Linked DNA regions of Sus scrofa: all the other regions are linked to region 1. The links are chromatin contacts, called in public Hi-C and HiChIP or PLAC-seq maps. All regions are on one chromosome and are shown on one strand. Each heading gives the region's core, a stretch centred on a gene start, on an enhancer-like site or on the middle of the called end of the contact. The rest is flanking DNA. Distances are from core to core; before and after follow the strand shown. Region 1 holds the start of KLF9 (Kruppel like factor 9). Region 2 holds the start of SMC5 (structural maintenance of chromosomes protein 5). Region 3 overlaps TRPM3 (transient receptor potential cation channel subfamily M member 3).

The links. Hi-C and Micro-C count contacts between places; a contact is called where the count stands out from the background. HiChIP or PLAC-seq counts read pairs in DNA pulled down with a chosen protein or histone mark.
Region 2: a contact with region 1 is called in an H3K27ac HiChIP or PLAC-seq map of alveolar macrophages. The contact joins the promoter of SMC5 here to the promoter of KLF9 in region 1. A contact is called at or near these places in 1 of 5 promoter capture datasets (liver), 4 of 47 Hi-C or Micro-C datasets (embryonic fibroblasts, epiblast stem cells and skeletal muscle) and 2 of 2 datasets of contacts at active chromatin or transcription factors (alveolar macrophages and skeletal muscle).
Region 3: a Hi-C map of liver shows a contact between it and region 1, with 5 times the contacts expected there. The contact joins the enhancer-like site here to the promoter of KLF9 in region 1. A contact is called at or near these places in 1 of 5 promoter capture datasets (liver), 5 of 47 Hi-C or Micro-C datasets (liver and mesenteric adipose tissue) and 2 of 2 datasets of contacts at active chromatin or transcription factors (alveolar macrophages and skeletal muscle).

What each region holds. Positions count from the first base shown.
Region 1 is chr1:223,745,043-223,749,730 of Sscrofa11.1, forward strand. KLF9 (Kruppel like factor 9) reads right to left here and starts at 2,619. Exons shown (of 3, transcript NM_001011504.1): 1 at 2,596-2,619; 2 at 2,116-2,593. The coding sequence starts at 2,619.
Region 2 is chr1:223,557,637-223,562,324 of Sscrofa11.1, forward strand. SMC5 (structural maintenance of chromosomes protein 5) reads left to right here and starts at 2,635. Exons shown (of 24, transcript XM_021064744.1): 1 at 2,635-2,966. The coding sequence starts at 2,770.
Region 3 is chr1:223,878,673-223,883,360 of Sscrofa11.1, forward strand. All of the region lies in intron 23 of TRPM3 (transient receptor potential cation channel subfamily M member 3), which reads right to left. Among named protein-coding and RNA genes, the nearest start is that of KLF9, 130 kb to the left of the region's middle. Within about 2 kb of position 2,794, at least 7 of the 83 cell types and tissues checked have an H3K27ac peak or open chromatin away from gene starts, as enhancers often do. A contact at or near this core is called in liver, where this site is marked.

The DNA.
Region 1 (4,688 bases), core at 1,369-3,868:
TTGGCTACCTTTTGGGTTTAATACCTGCCCCCCCCCACCCCAATCAAGCTGATATGCCATCCCAAAGACAATCTACCTCGAAGCTGAATGGAAACTTCTAAATGCGTGAGCCCTCCTTCAAGTCTCTTATTTAGAGTATCCTTTACACATACCTTCTCTAGCAGGAGTACACTTCTGTTAGTCTCTGTGGAGGCCAAGGTTTTTGTTGAACTGTGTCCTAGCATTACAAAGCCCTCAAACAAATAAGACACCTGCAATCGCCGTATCACTAGTTTCAAAAGACTGTAGCATTTAAAATGGGATTAACATTTACTTCGTTTTCCACTTTGGACTGTGTAAAAGGTTCTCCTGAAACAGCGGAGCTGACTTGCCTCATGGAGAATTAAAGAGCACCACGCATGCACGCACACATAAGCAGCCATTTCTATAAATGCCTGAGAAAATCACTCAGCCGAGTGGTCCAGAATGCCGGAATCGTTTTTGAGTTGGACAGACTCAGGGAGCTCACACAGAAGCCCTGCAGGCCTCCCCAACTGCACGACTGGGCAGCTCCCTGAAGGAGAAAGTGCCTTTGCTCAAGGTGGCAGTGGGTGTCCCTGTGAACTGAACTTCGGGAACATGGCTGACACAGCCAGGCCCGCCCAACAGCTGTTGGTGAGTAACACCCTCCAGTTAATATACCCCTGCTTCACCCCGGGAGCCACTCTAAAGGTCACATGCCCCAATTCAGGCACAACAACACTTACAGATAGAAACTTTGAAATGTGCTGTTTTACGGCAACCTAGATGACTACCCCAAACAGAACCTGATTTTGCACTAACCACGGAGGAAATTCAGCTTTACTCCTGTGCCAGCAGCCACCTCCACAAGAAACACTTTCCAAAGGAAATAAAATACGAGATGCAGTTACGTGGCCTTTTTTAAAAAAAGCAAAACAGAACCAAACCAACCAATGATCATGTTGAAACCACAAGCCCAGGGCCTCATCTTAAAAGTACCAACAATTATCCCAAAAAACGACAATACTTTCCAAGTAACTCCAATAACCTCCTCTTAAACATGGTGTCATAGGACAGAGGGAAAAGGAGTTTCATGAGAAGACCAAGCACTGTGCTTCCTTACTGGAACAGCACTGTAAAGGACCCTTACTAAAGATGGTGAGACAGCATGGCCAAGTGTGAATGCTTTCCAACTTTTTCTGAATATGTTAAACAGAACCAATAGAATTGGCTGACCAAGGCCCCTGTAAGTCTCTAAAGCTCATTTTATACTGCGGATGTCTCAGCCACATGCCTCTGGTCAGCCCTGCCTTCGCTTTCCCTGGGAAATAACCTTCCTTGGGGCCTCCAGAACATCCCAACCTTCATTATCAGCCTTGACCTCGGCAAGGACCACACCTCCTTGCTAAGGGCCGCCCGGTGCGACCTAAATCACGTGGAGAAAAATCCTCTCTGAATCTCTCATTTAAAAGGCTAACTAGTCGTGAAGTTAACAAACCATCACTTGATCAAACTCATCTGCTGCCTGAAGCAGTATTATTTTAAAGCTCTCTGGGGATTCTTGGCCAAATTTAAAAGCACCTTGGCAAGGCCTGAAAAGTAGCAAGCATACAGCTAAACCAGCGAACCCTTAGTCATTCCTAAAAGGTTCCCTGTAAAGTGCGCCGCTTCTCCCCAGGTTTGGCCACTTCGCTGCAATCCCACAAGAGAATAAAATAAAAGATAACACAGTGGTTTGACTGTGTCCCTCAACCCCCGTCAGCGTCTGCCCAGGTGGGGTGGCCCCACTGCCGCCGGTGCTGGAGTCCGGCGGGGGGCGGGGCGGGACAGGGAGGGGAGGCACCACTCCCCGCGTGGCCACGCACGGGGGCTGGCGCTCAGCACTCACTCCGCCCCGCCAGGTTAATGCTCTCCATGGCTTCTAGAGGCTGGGGACGATTAAGAAGAGAGTGAGCTTTCTGTCTCTACACAGTTCAATTTTTTTAAGAGTTAAACAGCATCTTATCCAAAATTTTTGCACCCTTTCGGCCAAGTGCGTTGTTAACTCCCAGAAAGGCTGCCCGGCCAAAGGTTAACTAACCCCAGAGCTTGCGGGAAGAAGGAGACGCCGCTAACCTGTATGCACTCTGTAATGGGCTTTGAGATGGGAGGATTTTCCATAGACTTTCCCACAGCCACTGTAGGGGCACTTGTGCCTCTTTTCGGAGGCGTGTTTCCCCTTCGCAGCCACTCCAGGGTGGAGGAGGGAGAGCGGGCTGGGCGCGCTGCCAGGATCCTGTCTCTCCTCCGGGCTGTGGGAAGGACTCGACCCAGATTCGGTGGTCACGTCGCTGTCGGATCCCATATCCTCATCAGGACTCTCCAGGCTGTCGCTGCACACCGAAGGGGTCTGGATGGGTCGGTACTTGTTCAGGTCCAACAAGCTCTTGGCGATGGTGACCAGCGTGCAATAATCCTTCCAGGTGTCCCCCGGGTCACCGTGCTCCTTGGTCACCTCACGCTCAGGTAGTCGCAGCCGCTCGGCGTCCGGAGCGCCCCCATGCTCCGGCACCGCAGCGCGGTTCGAAATGGAAACCAGACACTGGGCAGCCACAAGTCCATGTAGGCGGCCGCAGACATGGTGCGGGCGACAGCAGCCCCAGCGACGCGGCCAAACTTGGTGGTGGCTGCAGAGGTTCGGCTCGCTGTGCCCTGGCCTCGGACGATGAGCGCGGCGCTGCGCGGTGGCCAAGGGGGCGGGGGCGCGGGGCGCTTCCGACTCGCAGGAGCGCCGAGGCGACCTCAGCCCCTCATCTTTACGTAACCGGCAGCGCCTCCGCACGCAGCATCCACGGCCCCGGGCTTCGCTGCGCCGCCGCTTCTCGCCGCCGATGGTGCCCCACGCCGGGCGCTATACCCCCGACGGGCGCGCCGGCCGCTCCGAGCCGGCTCCCTTGGAAAGGTGCCACACGTGGCGGTCGCAAGTTTATTCGACCAAAAACGCCCCCGAGGCGCTGAGAGAGGAAACTGCAAGAGAGGTACACGCCCTCAGCCGCCTCTCCGTCGAGCCAAAGCCCCAGGACATTCACCCGACCACCTGGATGCGGGTGGCAACGGCCGGACCTAGCGCCAGGTCTAAGAGACACTTTTCCCCCAGTCCACTGACGGCTTCTGAGACCCTGCTCTTGCCGGTCCGCACCGTTCCGGCATTCTCTCGCTCAGTAACAATTTCGCAGAATCCCATCACGTCACAATCCAAACCCCCTCCAATTGGCCAGTGGGGAGGGTGATTCAACTCTGTTTACTTTCTCCCCCTGCCAGTCAGAACGGCCTTTCGGTGGAGAGGTGCGTCTAGAACTGAGACATGCGGCCAATCCGACTGTTCCGTTTCGATGCCTCGTGCTACCCCTACAGCCTCGAACGCTGACATTTAAAAGGGTAACAGCCGAGAGGTTGCAAAAAAGCAGTCGCGCATCTTCTGGAGTGCTTCTCAACCCCTTAGCTGGTCCAGACCTCCTGGCTCACAATCCAGCTTTCGGAGCTGTGGGACACACCTTCCCTACTCAGTTGCGCTTGTTCTTAATGACAAAAGAGAACTTCAGTTTGTTTTCCAGCTCTCAAAGAGTTAAGTGACTTCCTGCAAACGCTACAGTCCCAGCAACCAACCTTCCAATCAAAAGTAAGTTGGTTGATGTCACTAACATAGGCTCAGCCAATCAGAAGGGCGTTTTGAAGGCAAGCGCTCCACTCTTGTAAACGCGAAGAGCTGTAGTGAAACTGAACATATCCTTGTACTTTGTGTTGTTAGTAGTAAAACTGAGATATGTATGGGAAAGCATGGGTGATGAATAAGTGCATCGTGAGTTTATAATTAAAAAAAACAACTAAATATGTCAGGCCAAGTTGCTCAAGAATAAACACAAATGAGAAAACCTCAATCTGGTTTTGTTTTGTTTTGTTTTTCTGTTTTGGGATACAGAATACTTTGGGGAAGATTTTTCCGTCCAATGCATTAACTATGACTAATTCCTCTTATAAATGCAGAGCTGACAAAAGTTCTGTTTTAAAGCATAGTTTTTATACTGCCTGGCTATCCTTACTTTGAAACACCCCATCTTTACTTTTGTGATACCTCTTAATTCCTCTCCTTCCCTCGTGCAATTTATTCTAAATAAGCTGTCTTCATTTTGCTTTGAAACTATTGTAACCTCCCTCAAATAAATGGAGACTAAAATCCCTCATCTGTATAATTTAAAAACCAACATTATTCTTAGCTCATTTCCTTTCCACAGACCCCTGGGGGATGTTAGGGCATTTCCTTTCCCTCACTTAACAGATGTGAAGACTGAGATGTAAGGAAGTGACTTGTCTGCATTATCAGGTAGATAAAGAACTCCATTGAAAACATAAATCTGATTCCTAGCTCTTTGGGCTTTACAACTGAATTCTTTGGTTTTGTGAAATATTAACTTTGCTAAACAGATTCTAGAAAACTGGAACCAGCCAGAGATCTTTAGACATTGAATATTGTGGCATTACTTGATCAACAATTAGTACAGCTCTTGGAGTCTGATTAACTAGGTCTGCCTCTCCCTCTGAAGAATGATGGAGTTGTTTTCCATAAGGCCAATGTCTCTTGCAGGAGGTGTACCGTCAGCAGAATTGATTAAAAATATGTTTACTTTCCTAAGTGGGTGTGGGAGGTACCT
Region 2 (4,688 bases), core at 1,385-3,884, 190 kb before region 1:
CCCATGCATCTTGCCCCACCTTCTTGCTGTTGTGGCATCATTACCTAGGGCTTGGAGTGAAGCCAAGAAAGAGAACACAGAAGATAGTCTCTGATGGTTAGGTGAAATATATTTATAACTTTGACCCTGCCCCTTTCTGCCAGCTTTTTGTTTGTGTTAATTTTAAAAGTTTCTATAGCATTGGAAGGCCATGGCTTAAAGTGGTTTCTGGTCGCTTATTTCTTCGTCAATAAAAAGTTAAGTAGAATTGCTTTGCCACATCTGTTAGCTAGCAAGGATGGCATGATGACTTCAGCTGATGTCTTAAGATCTGGGTGTGTAGAATTAACCATTGTGGCTCACTCATTCATTCATTAACATCAGATTCTGATTAATAGATATTCTATTTCCAAAGACCTTCTCCTTTTGCCTATATGACACTACTCCTTTCAAGACAATTTTTTACCAGCAGAATTAAAGAAACCAGAGGTGGCAAGATAGATGTGTCTACCTTTATGAGTTCATGAAATTGTTAAGCAATAGTAGGAAGCACTGAGCTAGTGTAACATGCCAGCATATCCCTGGTTCATGCTAACTTCAGTCACACAGAGTCCAACAAAAGAGAAGTATTTAAATCAATTACAGTATATTTGTTTGATAGAATACTATATAGTTGAAACTATGTCACAGAAAAATACTTAATGGCATGGAAAGATATTCATAATATATTGAGAAAAAGGTTAAATAACAGGATACATAATTTGTGCAGTATTTTTTTTTTTTAACACAGAAGGACCATAGTATATACATATGGAAAGAGGATGTTAAAACACATCAAAATCTTAACAGTGATTAGTCTGGGTAGAGGAATTATAAGTTTTCCGTTTGTGTATGTTTTTTTCTGTGTCCCCCAAATTTCTGCATTTAACACTTATTGCTTTTGTGGTTAGAAGCAAAACCAGTAACATTTTCCTTTTCAAAAGATGGTGGTAGAGCATGACTGGCGGTGCTCAGGCAAGAACGCATAGTGTGTGCACATTTGTGGGGTCATCACAAGTTCAGAGGCCCTTTCCCAACTTTCAAGTTTATAAGCATAATTTGATTAATTCACTGAAGAACTGTTGATGGTATAAAGATGGTTATATTGGTTCCCCACTCTTAACTCCTATTACTGCTGCCTGTATTATTTTACTATTAGGGTAGATTTTCCCAAATACAACTATTTCTCCAAAGAAATTGACTCATCAAAGGCTCTTGAAGCAGAGTACCAAGTTACTTTTCAAACAATTTCTACTAGCAGTGTAGCATATAACGGTATAGTGCCCTCCTAAACACTATCTTTATTATTTCCTGTTCAGAAGTTTCAAAATTCTTCTTTAATTTCTATTTAAAATTTTTTTGTGGAGCTCCTTGGTGGCTCAGCAGCTTAAGGATCCAGAATTGTCACTGCCGTGGTTACAGCTATAGTGCAGGTTACATCCTTGGCCTGGGAACTTCATGCTGCAAGCAAAGTCAAAATTTTATAAATATATATTTTTTTCCTAATAACCATGAAAATTTTACATGTTTTTCCAACTCATTTTTTCGTTGATTATAACTTTGAGAGCGTGGATTTCACTCCTGTGAGAGAAAGAATCAGAAACCTGGAAAAGGAGCATTGGTCCAGGAGTCAGAAATCAGGGTTCTACTGCCAGCCTTCCCTTTGTTAACTCCTTCCATGGTTTACTCCCCCAACCACAGCCTTTGTCTTTGCCCAGAATGCTCTTTTCTTATTTCCACACCTGGCTCTTTCTTCGCCTTCAGGGTTTAGCCCAAATATCACTCCCTCTGACAGGCCTTCCCTGCCTCTCCATCACATTCATTCTGTTTTTCTCTTCTGAGCATCTATCTCCGCCAGAAATTAGGTTAACTTGTTCTTTTTCTATCTCTCCACTCACTCCCTCAAGGCCACAACCCAGCCTCTGGTAGATTAGACATTATCAGTTGAGGAATGACACATAAGTAGGTCGCAGGAAGCTCATCTTAAAAGGGAGGTTAATTAGACAAATGTGAGCCAGTTTAAGTGGAACACCCTCTACACCATGCCAGGGAGCTCCGGGGTTTCCGGAAACTTCGAGGGAGGGAGTCTTAAAAGGGAATTAACGAGGGGATGGACAGTCAATGAGGAGAATCTGTGTGGTGCAGTCTTTCTACCAGTTGGAGAGTGCAGGAGACCATAGCGCCATGCTTTAAGAGAGAGGAAGGCATAGAGCCATTTGGAAGAGTTTCCTTTCTTTTCTTTCTTTTTGGACATGGGAACCTGCTTGAAAACAAAGAAAGAAGACGAAGAGGCCCGAACCGAGGGCAGACTCCGAGCATCACCAATGGGGTCTGACGTTGCCCACACGAGGTGCCATCACAAACACCGTCCTCCTTTCTCTCCCGGATGTTTCCTCAGAGCACTGAAAAGGCTTTCAAAATACTAAATGCAACTGATGTCTTTTTTTGAGTTAAAAAACAAAACCAAAACAAAACTTCTCAAAGTATACAGACATAGAGAAAAGTGACCGGAAGCAGCTTCCCCCAGCTCCACCCCCGCTTTCGCAAGGGTTTCGGCCTTCCAGGCCCAGCACTGGGCGGTGCGTGACCGCTGACGCCAGCGATCTCAACTACGCAGGCGCGAGGGCGGGCTCCCGGCAGGGGGTGGGGGAGTCGCGCGCCAGGGCAGGTCGCGCGGGAGCCGGGCGCTGGAGCGCAGGGGCTGCAGGTCGGTGGGAACGGAAGCCAGCTCAAGAAGGAAAGGAAGCCAGAATGGCGACACCGAGCAAGAAAACGTCTACACCAATCCCCCTGGCCTCCAAGAGAGCTCTCCCCAGAGATCCCTCGTCGGAGGTCCCGAGCAAGAAAAAGAGTTCGGCCCCGCCGGCGGCGCCGCCTCCACTGCCGCTGCAGTCTTCAGGGCCTTTCGTAGAAGGCTCTATCGTCCGCATCGCGATGGAGAACTTCCTGTGAGTGGCCAGAGGCCGGGCTGGGGAGGCGAGCGGGCCCTCGGGCTGGGGGCGCAGGCTGCATGCGTGCAGGGGTAGGTGGGTGGATGTGTGCCTGGCTTGTGGGTTTAACAGTAAATTCGTGCTGAGATTGCCGTCAGGAGTTTTATTCGTCGGCCATGAAGATTGACGTGTGTGTCGATGTGGTAGGAGTGTGTCTTGGGTGATATGTTTTTTTTTAATTCTTAACGCCAATGTTGTTTGAAGACGTCATATGGCGGGCAGTGGACGTAGTAGGGATTCGATCTCTGCCCCCTGGGAGTCACAGCCTGTAGAGGTAGGACGTAATCTGTAATTGGCAAAACTGTGGTTCTTGGGAACTCAGAGGAAGCAACAGTTAAATCAGAACGGCAGTGATGCCGTGACAGATTCGTGAAGAGTAGGCAGTTGCTAGGTGGACAAAGATGGTGAAGGTTTCCTAATGGAGGTTGAAATGTACCTGAAAATTAAGCCTTACTCTCAGTTATTGCGCTCCCAGAAGACCCTTGACCCTTTCAAATCTGGCTTTCTGGTTCCTTTTTTATCCCTTCAGACAACTAACCATAATACTCACTGTAGAATTTTTAAATATGTTTTAACACAAATACCGTGTATCTGTTTAGCACCTTAAAGTTCATTTAAGATTTATTTTTTTTTAAGCTTGCGCAGAGTAACATAGGGAAAACAGAATTGCAGTAACATTACTAACATTATTTTTCAAACATCTGTCATGTGCTATAGAAGTAGGTGCTTTATTTACACAATGCTCTCATTCTTTCCTGGTAACAACTCTTTATATTATTTCCATTGATAAGCTCAGAGGTTAATTTGCCCACGTTTACACAGCTAATAAGTAGCGGAATTGTTGTTTGAATCCAAATCAGGAAAGATAAATATAATCAAACGAAGTATTTGCCTTAATAACATATGTGCATCAGGATGCAAGGGGGGAGCAATGGCTAAAATGGTTAATTTTGTCCACAACTGTGAGAAGGGCTTTGTACTGGAGATTATGACATTCTTAAAAAGGAAGAGCATTGCTGACAGAAGGAATTACCTGAAATGGTTATGATTAAGAAGTTTCCAGTATTTTAATATGGTTAGAGCACAGGATGTGAATATGTGAACAGGGTTTATACTGAAGACAACTCTTGGGGGTCTGTGTTTCCTATGCTGAGGAATTCCAGTTCTATGCTGTAGGTTGCCAGGTTAAGTGCATGCATGACATGTGACATATTACTTCAGCAGCATTGTGAAGGATCATTTAGAAAAGGTGCAAAAGTGAAGGCAACAAGGCTTTTACAATACAAGGGCAGAGATGATTCAGAGTTTGACCCTAACGCTGGAAAGTGGGAGCAGAAAGAAGAGATTTGACAGGGTCCGGCTGCAGATTATTTGTGAGGCATGATAGTAAGGGAGGATGCAGCATTTTTCTTAAGTCTCTGCCTTGGAGAATTGGACATTTATAGTGGTATTCAGTAGAAGGAACAGTTTGGGGAAGATAATAAATGCCTTTTGGAACCTGTGACTTGAAGTTTCCTGTGGGACATCTAAAAGATTTCTGTAGGGAGGGTTTTTGGTTTTTTGCTGTACCCACAGCATGCAAAGTTCCCAGGCCGGGGATCAAACCCATGCCACAACAGCAACCCAAGCCACTCCCATGGCAACACCAGATCCTTAACCCACTGTACCACAAGGGAACTC
Region 3 (4,688 bases), core at 1,544-4,043, 130 kb after region 1:
TAGGCCTCTGAGTGCTCCTCATTCTTCATTGCAATGGAAGCTAGGTTTATTCCATCCCAAACAGCCCGAGAGCTGTTTGCTAAAAGTGGCTTGTCATTTGACCATGCTGACACTATCATTGCATGATGTCCTAACTTGGTCTTTGGTCTGAAGATCATATGAGTGAGCAGAGTGGAGAGAGATGTTGTGAAACTCCATGGGGGATGGCAGAAGGGGGCCTGGAACGCTTTGTTCCTGGCATCAGTTTGTGAGGACTTGGGATTTTTCCAGATCTGTCCTTCAGGGCTTTACAGATGTTGACGGCAACCATCTTGCACCATTTTGCTTTGAGAAGCAACAGTAAGAAGGTGAATTTGGGATTCCAACAGACCAGGTTTTCCTGATCTCTGCACTACCGACATTTTGGGTTGGGTGATTTTTTTGGCTTGGGAGGCTGTCCTGGGCACCAGAGGATGTGCCGTAGCATCCCTGGCCTCTACCACTAGGTGCCAGTAGCATCTTTCAAGTTGTGACAAACAAAAACACTTCTAAGCAGTGCTCAATGTCCCCCAGGGGTGAAGGGTGGGGCTAAATTGCCCCTGGTTGAGAGCCAGTGGGGTAGATCTAACTGTGGGAGATCCTGTGGTCACAAGAAAACTTCTTTGAGGGTATTCCAGCTTCTGTTGGCTGTTCTCGGGCTTTTTAAATCTTTGAGCTTCCCGGGAAATAGATTTTCAATGGACCTGAAGATAACAAAGGGTGAACTAGAGCAAGAGGTGAGAGAAGGTGGTACCTGAATGCTGTGACTCCTCTCCTCTGTACCTGTGAGCCTCTGAGCAGGGAGAGGCATGGTATAGATGAGGAGAAATCTGGATGAACTGGAGAAGCTGGAGTTGGGAACTCCAGCACCTACAGACTGAACTGGGGGAGCTTGAGGCTTTTGGAACTTCAAGTAATCCTGATATTTAAATTCAGGCATCAGCGATTTATTGCAGACAGCATAGAAGACGGTTTTTGGAGGCAAGCCGGGCATCTGCCAAGGCCCTTGGCAAAACTGCAATGTAGGCATAGCTGTTTTGCCACCACCTCTCTTTCTGAACTTTTCCCACACCCCGTCTCACTTTCCCTGCCCTCCAGGTACACAGTCGCCTCATGATTCCCTCTGGCTGCTCAAAGTCTGCCTCACCCTCCAGAGCCATCTGCTTTCCTGCCCCCATCTTAACTTTCCTTCCCTGAATGCTGATTTAGGCTATTTTGAGGGTTAACATTAAAGGTTCAAATACTTCACACTAAGGGGAGAAGAGTCAGTAGGTTTAACCTATTCCAGGGGATGTTGTGAGTCTTTGAAACTTGCTACTCCTCTTCTAGAAGACACTGCAGAACAAAGGACTTTTCTATGGCTCATCTAGTTTCCCTGAAATGAACATATTTTCCAGGCACAATATCCCTACTTGGCACACACAACCTGTGAATTCTATAAACCAGAGCCTCAGCTTGGAAAGGAGTGCCTCACAAGGTCAAGACTGTATTTCCCATGAGAAAAGATCCAAATTCCCTAGCCTGGCATACAAAGTTTTTATAATCCATCTTTTAAACCCCTCCTCCATTCATTCACTCAAATATGGTGGAAAACATGGACAAGTCCAGCAGGGGATACATATAAGAAACCAGACAAAAAGAATATGGTGCCATGTGTAAACCCAAGGCAGGTAAAGGAGGCTTGGGAGTATCTTGCAGGGCAGGGGACAAACCCCTAACTGACTGGTCCAGGGAAGGAGTCTCACTTATCTGCTGTCTCCATATGCCTATACCTGGCACACCTTGTCATGCTGTCTAGCTTTGTACATGATGGTGTCTGTCTAGAAAGCCCTTTCATGATCTATCTAGGAAACTCTTAATAGCCTTTATGAACCAGCTTAATTTCTCTGACTGTACTTTGCCCTCTTGTTTTTCTCTGCTTCACCATGTCCCCCTCCCACCCAACCCACCCTCAAATAAAAGTGTGTTCTTTCCTTTGAGCTAAGTTCTTATACAGCACCTTATGGAAATATATATCCTACTGACTTGCAATGACTTGTTTACTTGTCAATCATCCCCATTAAACTTTTGTTAAAGCCAAGGCAATAATGCATGTCTCTTAAATCTTTAGCACCTAGCACAGAGTCTAGCACACACAGTGCTCAGTGAATGTCACTGAATGAATGAACCCACTCAAACTAGAATGTGGAAAATGTGATGGCAGGATGTCTGTTTTATCCCTTTTTATATTACATTGTGAGATAGATCATATACAGATTGGAGCCCATGAAACATATATATCCAGAGTAAAATGAAAACCCATGTAAGGACAACCCAGGTCAAGAAATAGCCCCCTCTAGTTTGAATGCATCAGAGGATGTTGTTTACTTGAACTGAGTGTGTCACTACGGCAAAGACACCAAATTCTGTATCTGACCTGAAGTTATTGGGGTCTTCTGCCAAGCATGTCCTCATCTTGAACCTCTGGCCTGATATTATAGATACCAAATACTTGGCTGAATGCCAGGTAATTCCAAACATCCCTTGCCAGACATCATCTGAAATCTAGTGGCAGGAAGCTATTCGCTCCACTGGACAGTATCTTGAGAAGATCTTGAGCATCTTCCTTCCCCCTCCTTACTGAGGCTGCAGGCTTATGTGGACTCTGTCACATTTGAGAAAAACAATTAACATGTGAGTCTTGCTGGGATTGTCTGCTAATATTTAACCTGGGTGGTGGATCAGTCTATTTTTGTTGTTGTTAACATAGATCAGTTAAAATCTTGCCGTGTTATCAGAAGGGATGTACTCTGCTCTGCTGAGTGTAAATCAGCCATCTGCCTCACTGCATTTGGTCAGAACACTGTGCCTGTGCAAAGGCCCCTGGTTACGGGATGCATGGCAACCACTTCCAGCAATGCGGAGCTGGCAGGGCTCTCTGCATGGGTCTCATCCGGGCCCACTGCTGGGCTCCAATAGCTCTCTCTTCCTTCCTCAGCTGCCCTCCACAATCAAGGGCCTGCCTTCCCTCCCTGGTTTCCCTCCTCCTTCCTGACTCGTCTCTCCCTCTCTTTCTTCCCATCTTCCTTATAGCTGTCCAACCATCAATCTCTGCACATAGTCTAGAATAACTTGCTCAATAAATACTTCTTGAATCAGGCTGTAATTCTCTTCTCGAATACAAATTCAGCTAAATTGCAGGAAGTTATCAATTCTACGATCCCATCTGAGTTCATTTTTCCTTGTGTGTGTGGGGGGGCATGAATCTATGATCATTACATTTAATCCAAATTTTAAATTCCTTGATAATAAACCTAATTCCTTTTCGTTTTTCTATTGAAAAATTTCAAATTCCTTTATATGTATCATCAAAATCTTTTTTTTTTTCAGATTGTGTAAAAGCAAATAACAACTTTACTCTCTATTCCTTATTTCAAGGTTTTTTTTTCATGCTCCAAATATTTTCTGAGCACCTACTTTGTGCCACACACACTTGAAGTGCTGAGGCGACAGCAGGAAACAAGGAAGATGTGTTTCCTGTTCTCACAGAGTTGGTATTCTAAAGGATTCTTATATTCTAGAATGGAGCTGCTCAATGAGGTAGCCATTGGCAATGATCAGCTATTTAAATGAAAAATTAGTTAAAATGAAACAAAATTAAAAATTCTCTTTCTCATTCACACTGGCCACACACATTTCAAGGGCTCACTAGCCCCATGTGACTAGAAGATATGGTATTAAGACAGTGCAGGTCTAGATCAGTTCCATCATCTCAGAAGATTCCACTGGACAGGGCTATTCTAGAAAAACTTGCCACACCCACTACCATTCTAAGAGTTTAAGAAATCCCTGTAGCAGTGCCGTTAGATGATGTACTATGACATCAGACCATGATTCTTTCACATACCATCCTCCGTTTGAAATGCAGAGATTACATCTAGCATGCCTGGTGCCAATGTTTATTTTTATTGGGGACATCCTGTTGTATGTACAAGATTGTTAATTCAGTGTGGTGGGATAGCATTTTCAACTGCTCACTCATTTTTCCTGCCTGTCTTTCAAGCGGGTATTGGCTCTGTGTTGGGGAAGAAGGGGTTGCAAGGTGGAACCCAGAAACAGTCTTTGAGTCTCTGGCTGCTTTTGTGTTCTGGATGTAAAACTCTCAGGACCTGCAAGCATCTGTAGAAGAGGCAAGAAGAAGGAGAATTTAGGAAACAGATGAAAATATGTATGGTGGCAGGAGCAAGACTGGAGGGGAGAGGAGAATTGTGTGTCCGTGCATATGTAGGAGGGTACTTGAGAATGAATGCCAGCTTGCATGTGCTTTGTGGGCTCAGGCCATGTGGTTTCTTTGGGGCAGCAGGGAGAAAGCGTCAAGGATTTGGGATTGTGCGGAGACCCCAAAAGTCAGGTAGACTTGAAGGGTCACACTGATGGGGATAATGGATGTTTTTTAGCAGCAAACTGTGTGGACAGATTTCCCCAAACTACAACTTGTCCCCACCCCCAACATTAATCCACCTCAGGGGAGGTGAAGAGGGGTGAGCCTGAGGTCGTGATTTCCCCCCAGTGTAATGGGGTGGGTATTCAAGACAGAAATAGGTAGAATAAGACATAAAGTTGATTTTCTGGTAGCATATGCAGCTGCGACCTGGGAGCCATACCTACTCCTCAGGCACCAGAACAATTTG